Linked DNA regions of Mus musculus: region 1 is linked to region 2. A link is a contact called in public targeted proximity ligation data. All regions are on one chromosome and are shown on one strand. The core of a region is the stretch at or near the end of the contact, and the rest is flanking DNA. Distances in the headings are between cores, read along the strand shown. Region 1 overlaps Glis3 (GLIS family zinc finger 3). Region 2 has its middle 77 kb from the start of Rfx3.

What was found.
Region 1: a contact with region 2 is called in a targeted proximity ligation map of astrocytes, with 2.4 times the contacts expected there. A contact is called at or near these places in 1 of 130 datasets of targeted methods (astrocytes) and 1 of 9 other capture datasets (embryonic stem cells).

Annotation. Positions count from the first base shown.
Region 1 is chr19:28,524,804-28,532,020 of GRCm38.p6, forward strand. Glis3 (GLIS family zinc finger 3) reads right to left here. Exons shown (of 11, transcript NM_175459.6): 4 at 6,070-7,183. Among named protein-coding and RNA genes, the nearest start is that of D930032P07Rik, 150 kb to the right of the region's middle.
Region 2 is chr19:28,084,350-28,091,190 of GRCm38.p6, forward strand. No RefSeq gene overlaps it. Among named protein-coding and RNA genes, the nearest start is that of Rfx3, 77 kb to the left of the region's middle.

The sequences.
Region 1 (7,217 bases), core at 2,913-5,412, 440 kb after region 2:
GAGTGTATTTCACTAATCTTAAACTCTTTCATAGTATTACATAGGAATAAACCATAGCAAATCTGTTTACCTTGTCTGTGGAAGTAGAGTGAATTACACTTTTCTATAAATAAAACCACATATGCAGTATGTATCTTGTCCCAGGTTTCCGTGCTGCCACGGAATGGAGTCTCTAAGGGACACACCTACACATGGAGACATACATTTTCAAACTTACTAGGCATTTACAAATTTCTCTCCAAAATGGTAACACCAATTTATTTTTCTAGAAAAAAAGTAACACACATACACACAATTCTCTGTATTGTTATCAATACTTGGTACTATGTAGATGTACACATCGCTGCCTATATAAAGGTTTCAATGTATTAAATAATAATTACAGTTAAATAACATTTTCCTAAGGTCCTCTCTGGTCATATAATTATGGTAATCACATCAACGCCAAATCTTATCAAAACTAACAAAATAAGGGATGTGGAGGGGAAAAAAGTTTACAACGGACTTACTTTCCCTCAAAAAATATCTTTTATGGCCAAAGCTGGCCAATGACCATGCATCAGGCCATTAAAGAACACTGGGGACATGGCCCCAGTTCTGTATTTATTTTCTTGTGCTCATAATCCAATGTTACTTAAAAAGCAAACTGCCCGATATTCAAGCCAAAGCAAATACGCTGGATTCTGCCAGAGAAAATGCCTGTGGAGAAATGAGTCAATTCATACAAAATTTAAAACTGTCTTTGGTCAGTGACATTTTCATGAAAATTTGTGGGTGGGTAAAAGTTTTGCAAAATTCTTTTTTGCTATTGGATTAAATTCATCCAGGAAAAATAAGCAAACTGTAAGTGGCAACCCACATCGCCTCTAATTCCTCCTTAACACTCCCTACCCCCTAGCACAACTGCTTTCAATTGTGCAGGAAAGAAGCCAGGTGGGTCTGGTCCTAAATGGAACCTGGACCCCTGCTCGTGGGACAGGATGCTTCTCAGAACAGGCACTCATGGCCCAAGGTTCGCCCATTATTCAGAATACACTTCAATTCCCTCCAGGAGAAAACACTACTGAGGCTGGCCACCCTTTAGCTCAACAGCCAAGAGACCTCCTAAGGGTAAAAGCCTTGGACACATTGTCTCCAAAGGTAAAAGCCTTGGACACATTGTCTCCTAAGGATAAAAGCCTTGGACACATTGTTTTGGAACCTCCACTACCCCAGCCTTTAGGAATGGTCTGTATACTTTGATGATTTGATACACTTTAGGAACATAACACAGAGGTGGTTTGGGGGGAGAAAAAAAGGAGAGACAAATTCCATCTCTAAGACTTGCTGTAGGCGCAGGCCTTTAATCCCAGCACTCGGAAGTCAGAGGCAGGCAGATTTCAGAGTTCGAGGCCAGCCTGGTCTACGAAGTGAGTTCCAGGACAGCCAGGACTATACAGAGAAACCCTGTCTCGAAAAAACAAAAAGAAGAAGAAGAAAAGAAAAAAGAGAAGAGGAGGAAAGGGGAGGGTAGGGGAGGGGAGAAGAGAGGAGAGAGGAGAGAGGAGAGAGGAGAGAGGAGAGAGGAGAGAGGAGAGAGGAGAGAGGAGAGAGGAGAGAGGAGAGAGGAGAGAGGAGAGAGGAGAGAGGAGAGAGGAGAGAGGAGAGAGGAGAGAGGAGAGAAGAGAGAAGAGAGAAGAGAGAAGAGAGAAGAGAGAAGAGAGAAGAGAGAAGAGAGAAGAGAGAAGAGAGAAGAGAGAAGAGAGAAGAGAGAAGAGAGAAGAGAGAAGAGAGAAGAGAGAAGAGAGAAGAGAGAAGAAGAGAGAAGAGAGAAGAAGAGAGAAGAAGAGAGAAGAGAGAAGAGAGAAGAGAGAAGAGAGAAGAAGAGAGAAGAGAGAAGAGAGAAGAAGAGAGAAGAGAGAAGAAGAGAGAAGAAGAGAGAAGAGAGAAGAGAGAAGAGAGAAGAGAGAAGAAGAGAGAAGAGAGAAGAGAGAAGAAGAGAGAAGAGAGAAGAAGAGAGAAGAGAGAAGAGAGAAGAAGAGAGAAGAGAGAGAAGAGAGAAGAAGAGAGAAGAGAGAAGAAGAGAGAAGAGAGAAGAAGAGAGAAGAGAGAAGAGAGAAGAAGAGAGAAGAGGAGAAGAGGAGAAGAGAGAAGAGAGAAGAGAGAAGAGAGAAGAGAGAAGAGAGAAGAGAGAAGAGAGAAGAGAGAAGAGAGAAGAGAGAAGAGAGAAGAGAGAAGAGAGAAGAGAGAAGAGAAGGAAAGGAAAGGAAAGGAAAGGAAAGGAAAGGAAAGGAAAGGAAAGGAAAGGAAAGAAAAGAAAAGAAAAGAAAAGAAAAGAAAAGAAAAGAAAAGAAAAGAAAACCAGGCACTTCATCGTCTCAGAAAGACTTAACACAACTTGGCTTAGTGACTCTTAGGAATGTGCAACAGTCAACAACTCAAGAATTACCAAGGATAGAGATTCTCTGAAAGCAAGGTAGAAATAGATGGTGGGTACCTAGAAACCACTTTAGTTAACAATGAATGAATGGACATGGGTACTTTAAAATACAGCCTTGCTACATTTGGGGTTCTGACTCATTTGAGATCTGCCTCTCCACCTATTGAGGCTTTCGCTTTCCAAAACCTTGCCACTGTCTAGAACTGTCCATTCCACGTAACCAGGACTTTAAGGACAGAAGTTAGTTTGTCTTTCCATAGAGGCAGTCAGAATGCAATCTGGTGAAAGGTGGGGCTGTTTGGATGAGAACAGGACCCATCCTTTTCTTCCCATAACAGAACCAAATCATGAACTCAGAATCTTCCCTGGCTGTGCTCCGTACCCAGGTTCCAGGCTAGTCTGCAGCCCCGCGGTGTTAGCAATGATTGATAAAATGCATTCGTTCATGGAGCAAAGGTAACTTGGCATGTGGGGAGGATCCCACAGTAGCCTCTTACAGTAAAGCAGGCCTTGGCCCTGACACACCCTCATTTTTACCATAATTTCCAGAAGCTCTCTGTGTTGTTTGTAGTCATGGTCACCAAACTTATCGGTCACCATTCCATTTCTTGGTTAAATAATCCCCATAGGTGAGAACGATGACTAAGCCTGAGTGTCATCCAGAGACAAGAAATAGAAATTAGACATACATTAAAAAAAAAAAAGGACTTAACATTCAAACTACACCTAGGTTTTGTAGCCACCACAAAAACCGAAGATCACGTCTCTGAAATAACGTGGTCATTTTACCTGGCACAGGTCTACCTTTGAGTAAGCTACCTTCAGGTTTCAATGCAATTAAACACTTCCCTGTTGAAGTTCTGTGTACGGGGATCCCGGGGGATTGTAAAGATTCCCTTTGCAAAAGGCAGGAGGATGTGCACTGCAGATGTCCATCCCCCTTCAAGTACAATGTCCCCTTGTCCACATATTACAATTTGAGACACCCGCCAAGCCTCCACAGAGAGATGCCAGTGGTCCCCAGGCTCGCAGATCAAGCACATGACACGTAACTTCACGATTTGTATGTAAATATAAAAATGGCTATCTTCCTGCTAAAAACATAAACTCCCAATGGTAGAATCTTAGCGTCAGTACCCCTACGACCCTTTGCTTCGTCTAAAGGGATTTGCACGTGGCGTGTGAGTGGTTTGCGATTCTAGTTTCGCTGTGCTATTGGATAAGCCTTACGTGCAAGTTTCGGAAATGTTCCACCTATGAATGAAGAGAGGGCAGATTAGGAGCGCACCGTTACCCCATCTGCCCATCCCGAATGGCACAGTGAAAGCAGCGCAGGCCTGCGAGTACTCACTGCTCACCTCGTCTCTCCCTGGACTATTTCTATTTTTAATATTTATTGTGCACTTTAGCAAAAGTCAACTGTGCAGAGCTAAATGTCTTTGAAAACTCTGGGACCAGAGGTGAAAAATAGGGAAATCCTTTTGCATAAAAATTAATTTTGCAATGTAAAAAAAAAAGTCTTTTTAATATAATTCTAACTTTAATGTTTGTTTCATTAAAGGCAAATTCAGTGAACTGTTTTCAGCCAGGGTTAGTGAGAACTACAAGGTTAGACTGTTTTCCTTCAGAGACTGGGTGTTTCTCCTACTTGCAACAGTCTCCTGTGTTCCAAACAGAGTAAGTGGAACTGCCGTCCACGACTTGTCTCATTCTGGAATTTTCAACACAGAACTCTACTGACAAGAGTACGGCCTGGCCTCCTGCAATGTAATTATTCTTTTCACTCAGAGAACCTGGCACTCTCACAATGCATCAGCTTCAGTTTTCCTTAGGAGAAAAAAAAAATCACAACACAGGAATAACGCGATGACAAGAAGTGCAATTTCTTTCCACCAGAAAGCCTCACGGCTCTCTCGGAAACACCTACTCCATGGTCAAAGTGCTTCTTTCTACCTCCTGCACCCCAGCTCTTGCCGGCACGGCATGCTTCCGCACGAATCACTCTGTGGCCGGTCTACAGTCAATTATCAACACAGTCCACACGCCTTGTATCATAGCCTACTATAGAGATGGCAATGGCTGGGAGGATCACAGTCGAGCCCGTTCCTTTCCAACCTCATTTATAGTCTTCTGTTTATCGCTGCACTCTAGAGCTCTCCATTCTGAGGGAGCACTCAGAATTCTCAGTTCTAACTCTGAATAACTATCCCTGTCTGTTGTGATCATAAAAAGAGAAAGAGCTATAAGAATATGTTCTGGTGGAGTGTGGGGGAAGGGCGTGCCCAGGCAGGCCCATGCCAAGGCATCCCTTCCCCTGAGGGACCGGACACACACTGGTATAGTATAGAATAGAGTTTATTTAGGGCATGGGAGAGGTGTTAAGAGGGTGGTAGAGGCAGAGACAGGCAGAGAGACGAAGAGAGTAGAGAAGTGGAGGCCGGCCATGACCACGTGGAGAGAGGGAGGAAGGGAATGGGATCAAGGGGGCAAGAGGCAAGAGGCAAGAGGCAAGAGGCAAGAGGCAAGAGAGAGGCAAGAGCATTAGAGAAAGAGGAGGGGCCAAGCAGCCCCTTTTATAGTGGGCCAAGCCTACCTGGCCATTGTCAGGTAACTGTGGGAGTAGTATACCTGGCTGTTGCCAGGAACTCTGGAGGTGGAGTTTAGACAGAATACCAACACAGTCCACCTAGACTAATAGAAAACTTATGTTCCTCTCTCTTTTTATTTCAAGAGTTCAGTGAGCCCTCTCAGACTGTGCAAAGCTATCTCTGTGATCCTGGGGATGAAGTCCTGCCTGTAAGCCCTGAGGGTTTCTGCGAGGTGTGAAAGTGTAGTGAATGCATTGAAGAATTTTATTGTTCAAAAACAGTCAGATCTGCCAAGAAACAGAATCAGAGTTCTAGGACCTGTGTTGGGAAAGACGAAGGCAGGAGAGACAGCAGACCCATTTGCTTCAAGCACCAAAGGCACACAATTGTCGCAGCCTATGCCTTCTGCTTTTCCTTGATATTAGCAAGATCCCATGAGGCCCTGTTCCTGTGGTGTCCCCGTGGTGTTTCCTTCCTGACTATAAATCCTTAATGAGTTTCCAACCCTAGAAGGTACAACGTGCTAGCATGAAGGTGTATGCCACACCAATCTCAATAGTCAAGTTCCTAAGTGGAGAATTCCATTCTTAAATGTCAATCTCCCAGACCCCAAGACTCACCTAAATTTTCAAAGGAAAAAACAAACAAACAAACAAACAAACACAAACCTGAACATTTACTTTGGAAAGAGCAAAAGCTTGCTTGTGGCTCAGTGAATGGTCCCCTCCACTTGAACAGCCATGCAGTTAAGAGAACACCACGTCTGTGTCATTCTCACAATCCCAAACTAAAGCAGACTGGCCTCCACTACTTCTGGGGCATGGGAACCGAGCTAGAACTGGAGAGAAACCAGCAGTCACCAGCTATCAAAGAATCCTTCCCCTTGCACCAGTTAGAGGAAGAGGAGAGAAACCTAATAGGTACCTTGACCATCACACATCCAAGTCCCACAGAAATAGAAACTCTTACCTGCCTTTTCTGTCCTGTTTGATAAAATGCATGCATGACAGTAAGCTGGACCTTCCAGAGAGGTGGCCCAGGACCTCGGAAACTCCAACTCACCGTACACTTGTTGGGCTTCTCCCCAGAGTGGACCCTCATGTGGATCAGCAGTTTATACCGTGCGTTGAAAGGCTTGTATCTTCTAGGGCAGCCAGTCCAGAAGCACGTGAAGTCTTCCCCCTTGCGTTGGTCTATGTGGACCTTCTCGATGTGCCTCACCAGTTCCTCCTGCTGGTCATAAAGGGCACTGCAGTCTATCCAACGGCAGCAGTGCTTCCCCCCTGAGTCTTCCATCTCCCCATCCTCTTCCAGGCCAGTCTGGGCCAGGGACAGCGATTGGGTGTGAGGCAGGAGCTCTGGGTGATGAAGGTGTGGATGGGCATGGTATGGGGGTGGGGGACCCTGAGGCGGAGGAAGAGGGAGAGGCAGAGCAGAGGGCAGGTCCAAGGCACTGGCGGGGAACTCCTCCAGGCGCTCTGTTTTGAGCATGTTGGCTGTCTGGCCATCCTGGCCCGGTAGGCCAGGCTGCAACACCATGTTGTTTACAGGTCCGGGTTGCAGGCCACCATGCTCAAGCTGCTGCATGCGTTCATACTCCAGTGTACCGTCCTCTCCATAGCCCGGCAGCGTATGCCCTCCACTGGCAACCAATATGCCTTTCTGCCCGCTGGCCACTGCACAAGACTGGGGGATGCAGCTGCCACGAACACCCAGGAAATGCCCATAGACCTCTGACTGTGGGGACAGGTTGGCTGGGGAGGCTCTTGGTCCGTTGATGTAGGCGACCAAGGATGTGGGTGAAGTACGGATGATAGTGTTGAAGTCGATCCCGATGCCATCTGACAGTGGCGACAAGGACAATGCTCTCTTCTTAGAGCGGGTGGAGTGGGCCCTGGTTGCTGAGTGCCGAGGGCTAGGGTAAGGAGAGTGGCTATTTTCCATGCCGAAAAGGTAGGGTGGCAACGAGTTGGAGACGCTGTTGCCAGACACTGGCGTGCCTGGAGGCAAGCTAAGAAGGTCCCCTAGGTCCGTGCCATTCTGGGAACTGTGGCTGGATGAAAGTGAAGGGAAAGCCCTGTAGCTCTGAGACCACTCTTGCTTCACACTCAAGGCTGATTGACTCTCTGTCAGACTCAAAGTCGTGGACACCAGAGACTCTTGCAAAATAACGGACCTGGGGCAGCAGCCAGAGAGAAGGGAGGAAAAAA
Region 2 (6,841 bases), core at 2,517-5,016:
GTCAGTGACCAGATGAAAGGCAATGGGAGATGCTATCTATGGAGGGCACAGCAGTTTGTTCTATCTCTTCCTGAAGACTGTTTTCCAAAGATTCAAGCCTAGGACCAAATCTTTAAATGGACACTTGCAAAATCTGTCCTATCTTCAGGCAATCTTTGTAAATCCCAGGCCACTTTTCCCTCTGCCCCTTGACCTTCCTGTTTCTACTTTATTTTTGCCTTCCTTTTCCATATAGAGTCTGACGTCATCCACTGAACAGGAAGAATGGCCTGGGATCTTTTCCTTTTTTTTTTTTTTTTTTTTTTAACCTACCCAGGGGAGTGGAGAGTTGGTGAGACAGGGAAGAAGGAAATATAAACCATCTGCCATTATATTTGCTTATATTCCCAGTAGGCAGGTGAAACACCAATTTCATTATGTGTCATTTTAATTACAGTTCACAAGGGTAGACCCTAGTTTTAGAGTTGTAAAACTTTTTTAGATAACTATTATTTGGATACTGAGTTATCCTATAGTTCAGTATTTCCAAGAGTGCTCTATACATTTTCTATACACAAAGTATTTAGAAGGGGGCACCTTTGCAGACTCTAAACTTCAGTAGTTTCCCATTTATTTTTGTTCTGATTTTGAATTTATGGCAAGCTGCTCTGAATTTCTATTAGTGGTAATGATATAAAGTAAAAAATGTAAGTTAACATAAGGAAGATGTTAAGTAAGAGCCACTTGGGCAAAATTAGAATCACATTCTAAAAGTTTATAGTTGGGTAGCCTTGGAATGTATCACTAACACCTCTAATCCTATTTCTTTGTAAAATGTGAACTTAGGGGCTTTGCATTAAGTAGTTGACATACATAATAGCTATTCAGTACTAATTGCTATAGTTTATATTAATCTCTATAGGATTTCCATGAGCATTATCATAATATTTAGTGTGAGATCTGTCTAGCTACACAGAAGATATTTTAAAAGGTTGTAGCCTTTTTACAAAGATATTAGAGATATCTTTATAAGGATATATTTACAAAGATATTAAAGACGTCTTTATAAAGATATATTTTAAAAAAGATAATAGTGTTGTGGTGTGCCTTGGTGCTGTTTGTATTTCGATGCTAATTCTGCTTCTCCAGGAGGGGAGAAGCCTTGGAGGAAGAGTGACTCATATACCCAGGTGACTCCATGTGAACCTTCTCCCCATTTTTACTTGCAAAATAAAGGCTAAAACCGGCAATTGGGCAGCGGAAGGGAAGGTAGAGCCAAAAAGTTTTAGGGAGAGGAGAGGGAGCAAGGGGTGGGGCAGGGAGGCAGAGGGGAGGAAAGAGAGAAAGACTGAAGAGGAGGAGGTGGAAGGAAAATGGAACAGAAGCACGTGGCCTGGAGAAACCGTAAGTTATAAGGGATCTCATAGCTGGGGAATATAAGAGTGTAGTGGTTGATCTGCCTAATCTAGGAGCACAGCATGTATTCATATTAATTGAGTTGTGTTTTCTTTTCTTTTTTTGTTTTTTGTTTTGTTTTTCGAGACAGGGTTTCTCTGTGTAGCCCTGGTTGTCCTGGAATTCACTCTGTAAACCAAGCTGGCCTCGAACTCAGAAATCCGCCTGCCTCTGCCTCCCGAGTGCTGGGATTAAAGGCATGCGCCACCACGCCGGCCTTGCACAGGCTTATTTAAGTTGGAGATTTACGACAATATGATCGTCTTCTACAAAGAAATACTGGGACCTCAAGGATGACCTAAAAGATTTGAGATACCAAAGGCCAATCGATATCTTTGTTGAACAAATTAGCATTTATCCATCAAGTGGAATCCTATGCTGTCATTAAAAAAAAATAGAATTAGCTGGAAGGCAGATATGATGAGAGGCAGGGATGAGAGGATGGGTGGTATCACAGAGGCATGCAAGTTAGAGAGGCTTTATAGAGGAAATGGAGGTGGAAAGCACCTCGGGACTATGAAGCCAGCAGTCTGACCAATGAACGCCAAGTATCCCAGACCGAGGAAGTTCTGACCAATGAACATCAAGTATCCCAGACAGAGGCTATACCAGGTGAAAAGAAAGTCTCAGCTCCTCTGTAGAAACGCAGGTGGCTCTGTGTGGCTGGCGTGTGGTGGTATATTCACTGGGGCACAGCTAGATTTGAGTCTGGACTGGTTTGTGACAGATTGTGGAGAGCTTGAGTGTCATTTTAAGTTGGGGCCATGGGATGCAGCTTCAAGGAAGGCAGCAACTACATCATGGCAGTAGACTTGAACGATGGCATCGGTAAGGAATAGCTACTTAAGATGAGGTCGGCGTCACAGTGTAGACCCGAAATGAGGTCGCAGCAGGAAGAGAGGGAGACCCTATGCAACATGAAGTAATGACAGGGCTGAGAAGCAATGAATAACCTCCAGGTCGCTTAACTGTTAGAAAATACAGAAAGACAAAAAGAAGACACAGTGGCAACGATCTGTAATTCACTCTGTCTGAGGTACTTACAGAACATCTTAGTGCCCATTAGCCTGTGCAAGCCTATGAGGAAGACAGAAATGGAATGGCTGTGGTCGGCTGCCAACCTTAATAACATATATGTCAGTGATTACCTGCATAGCTTTCTTCTGTGTATGTGCATGAAAGCACACATACGTTTGTATATGTGCATGCAGGTTTGTGGAGGCCAGAGACAGGTCAACAACCTCAGATGTTATTCCTCAGAGCCAGTTGCACATTTTTCTTTAAACATGTATTTATTTATATATCTTTAGGCAGAGTCTCTCTCTAGGACCTGAAGATCCCTAATTCAGCTTAGCTGGCTGTCTAGTATGTCCCACGCTGGGATTACAAGCGTGTGCAGCCATGTGCAGCCTTTGCTCGTGTGTGTTCTCAACTTGGGTCCTCCTGCTTGCAAGCACTTTCCCAACCGAGCGGCTCCCGAGCCCTGACCAAGTCCCGTTACCAATGAGCTGGTTTTGTAAATGTCCTTTTTGCCTTGTGCTTTACCCTCTTCCCCCAGGGCTGGTCTAACTACTTGGAGGCTAATTCCCTCCTTTGCTAGGCATTGGTTGGTGGCCCACTCTGAAAGGCATTCCAGGGAGAAGAGCTCTGAGATGCCATTCCCATGCGGAGAGCTACATGGGCCTGTTTGGATAAGAGAAATCCTAAAATGTAGAGCAAAGTATTCCTTCTTATACCTTGCTCATTGAATTTGCAGAAACACGGTTTTGTGGTGCAGTGTGGAGTGTCTTTAAAGCTGCAGTAAAATCGAGGAGCCCCCTTTAAAAGAGGCCAGCTACATTAGAGCCAGAGGGACAGAGCCGTGACTGTGAAACTTACAATAACACTTGGCTTTGCCTGGTGTTGAAAGTGACCAAAACTAATCAGGTCCAGAAGAGCATTCCACAAAGCTGCTTTTCTGACTCTTTTCTGCCTCTGCCCTGCTTGCTTTTGCTGCTGAGCAGATTGCTGGAGCTGGTGCCAACTCTACATTGCTTAATAATAATTCTCATTAGCATGCTGCCTTGGATGTGTATCGCAGAGCAAAATTTAGCTTTGCCTTGGTGTGAATCAAGAGAGGAGCATGAAATTCTTAGCTGAAGCAAAGGGTTTAAGGACCTTGGATGGGGGTTCCGTTTGCACAGAGTCCAGGCCCTCTTTGGTCCCCAATCAGGGGGCAGGGAGACAAAGAGGAATTTTACTCCCAAATGGCGAGCTTTGTGTTCTTTCTCCCTCTCCACTTGCAGCCTCTGCAATGGCACTTGTTTGTGCCTTGCTATTGAATAGTCTGATACATTCCAAAGACCCAGGGCCTGTCCCAGCCCAGTGCCCCAATGGAGTGAATGTTCCCAGCTCTGGCTGTCGCATCTACCCAGTCATTGTACCTGCTGGTTCCATGACTTTCCTGAGGTTGCTCACATTAGCTTTGGTTACGAAAGTGAACAAGAGGCTGTTTACTCTCCTGCAGATGCCAGGGTGACTTGAGTGGCACTCTGAGGAGACACGCACAACCTTGCACATTCACAGCCTGTTTAACAGGGGCCGTATTCCCCACAACGGCTTTCACATGCCATCTGCTGTCACATGGTACCACGTGCCAGGTCCTTATAAGATATGTATTCAATCACTCCCCTTCTCACCCCTCCTTTAGAAATGGCAAATGGAAGACGACTTTAAGCAAGGTTTCACACTGAAGGAATTATGTGCATATCAAACGTATTGAATTAAAAGAGGATTTTTTTTTAATTGTCATTCCCGGCTGCAAAGTGGCAATCAGACACCCTCATGAAAATTTTAGAGAAGTTATCAGACTCAGTGGGTAGCGGAAAAGGCGCCACTAAAAAGTAATCTTTTCTGTGTGCAAATCTACTTGCCAAAAGAATGACAACTACCAAAAAAGAATTGGAAGGAAACAGTCCAAGGTATTTTATAATTCTGTACTCCCTTTTCCGTTGCTGCTGGGGATGGAACTCAGGGCTCCATACACACTGCAAAGCCACCGAACTGCTGAGCTACACCCCGAACCTCTCATGATTTCCATTCTCCTGTTGGCGTGTGTGTGCCCTTCCTCTGATCTGGTATCGCGCTGAGCTCAGTGGTAGAGGAGAGACACTTTCTAAAAGGGTTGAGGGGATTGGTACAAAGCATACTGGGAACAAATGAATTAGCACATCCTGTCACGGTTTGCTCTTGAATGATGGCGCCTTCTTTGTTAATTGAAAAGAAATGTAAAACTGGAAGGAAAGGCAAAAGGAAACAGAACGAAGCAAACAAACAAACAAACAAAAATGAAACAGAAGAGATTGCAGTCTCTTTTCTCTCCTCCTCCGTGACCTGTGACAGCACACTGTAAAGTCTCGAGGCCCTGCATCTTCATGTACGATTCTGATGCTGTCTGTAGGGAGCCTAGAACAGGAGGCTGGAGAGACGGTCTGTAATTGAAAGTTCTTTCAGGAGAGATGTTCTATCAGGCCTGCTAAGGGAGTCAGCCGCACCTGCTGGCTTTTTATGTTGAGCGTCTCTGAAAGGATGCAAAGCATAAAGAAATTGAATGGTGCTGTTTCTTTTATAATCTCTCAGCGGAAATACAGTTTTAAAAATTATCGATAAGATGTACAAGTCAGACCAAGGGTTTTACGATGAAACTGCAATCTATAGCTTGTTTTAATCTTGTGAATAGTGTTCTGCTTCTCTGACATGCTCTAAACAAACTTATAATCTGTAACAATATATGACTTCCTAAGTTGCTGCAACCGTGGCTCTTAGGGAGGGCTCGTCACTTCAGATATCACATCACTCAGCCATAGATACTGAACTACTCATCCATATGTGTGTTGTTTTAAGAAGATTTAGTCTCTTTTTATGAGTAGCTTAGAAGAAACACCAGCTATTTAGGATCTAAGGAACAGAGATGAGACAGCGGTATTTTAACCAGCATAGACATTATCTGAGTACTACTGTGCATTTCTGAGGGCAGCCACGTACAGCTCCCATACACCAGTTCAGCTGTCTTGGCCTTGATGGCAGTTGCCATGAGGACTCATGGAAAGCACTGCCAGCCTGCTTGACTCTTAATTCCTGGACAAGGCGATCCCTGAGGGCAGGCATGTGTCTGTGCCTCTTCCAATTCAGATGCTGCCTGCCCATCCAGGGTTTGCTCGTGGATAAAAGGATAAGCTACATTTCTGATTGGATTCAGCCAGCAGGGGGAAAACATTCTTATTTACGGCTCAGGTTTTGTGCTGAGAAAGACATCTTTACACTATTTTTATGTGGCCATATTGTAAGGCCTATTGGAGGTGGAAAACGTTATCAGCACACGAGCATCCTCCCAGACCTTATACATCAGAACTCACTAAACTGAGATGATGTCTGTGGGAGTCTCAGCTTGCTCTGTCAGCCTTGCTAACAAGGTTGACAAGCTAGCGTACCCAGGTGTTGTCATCTAGTGGCACACCACACACTCCTAAAGTTACCAACAACCTGTTCTTCAGAAGTGGTCACATGACCCAGACCTCTCCTATCTCCCTGGTCCAATCAGAGTGCTGCCCTGGGATTTAACGCCCACACAGAAGAGGAAAGATCCTGTCTTCTTGCTCAGTCAGGGGTTTCTGCCTTACAGCTGCCTGTGGTCATGTTCTCTTCCAGGTAAAAGGTAGAAAGAACAAGGTAGACAGAGCAGTGGCAATGACAACCAGTGGCAGAAAAAAGCCCAACAGCGTTTCAGCCCTGTTCAGTTCCGAGCCTGGCTTCCTGCGGCCCTCTATCTGTTACTGGTGAATCCGATTGCCAGCGTCCTGAGTTTGCAGTTTCTGTTATTTACAACCTGAAGAGGCCCGCAGCATCCCTCTTAGAATAGAAAGGAAAGGTGGCTGGCACACACTTACAGTGAAGGGTCAGTCTCTCCACCAAGGCTGGAAATACAAGGACCGGGGAAGGAGAAACAACGCTTTCTCAAGAGCACCTGGTAACAACAGGAACTAACCTGGGTGCTGCTGCCCAGTAGTTTTCCACAGTAGTTCCCCAGTTCCTTACTCCTGTGAACCTTGGCGCTGAGGAGAGAGGGTGATGGGGCAAACGTGCCAGAAGGCAACAGAGTGGCTGGGAACAAAGGACCCTACAATCTTTCCTCCTAAGTTTCTGGCCCATGGTTTGGGACCCAGTCTCTCTGCTTATGGTTTTTCCTGTAAGGGCCAGTTCAGAGAATTCACACAATGAACTACAAACCATAGGGGTCCCAAGAGAATCCTTTGTGGCTATGAGGCATCCCGCTGAAATAGAGGCTACGTCTCCCCATAGGCTCACCTTGTTGCCTAAGTGATAGGGGTGGAGGCAAGGAAAACTGAGAAAGGGGAGCTGAAAACTAAGG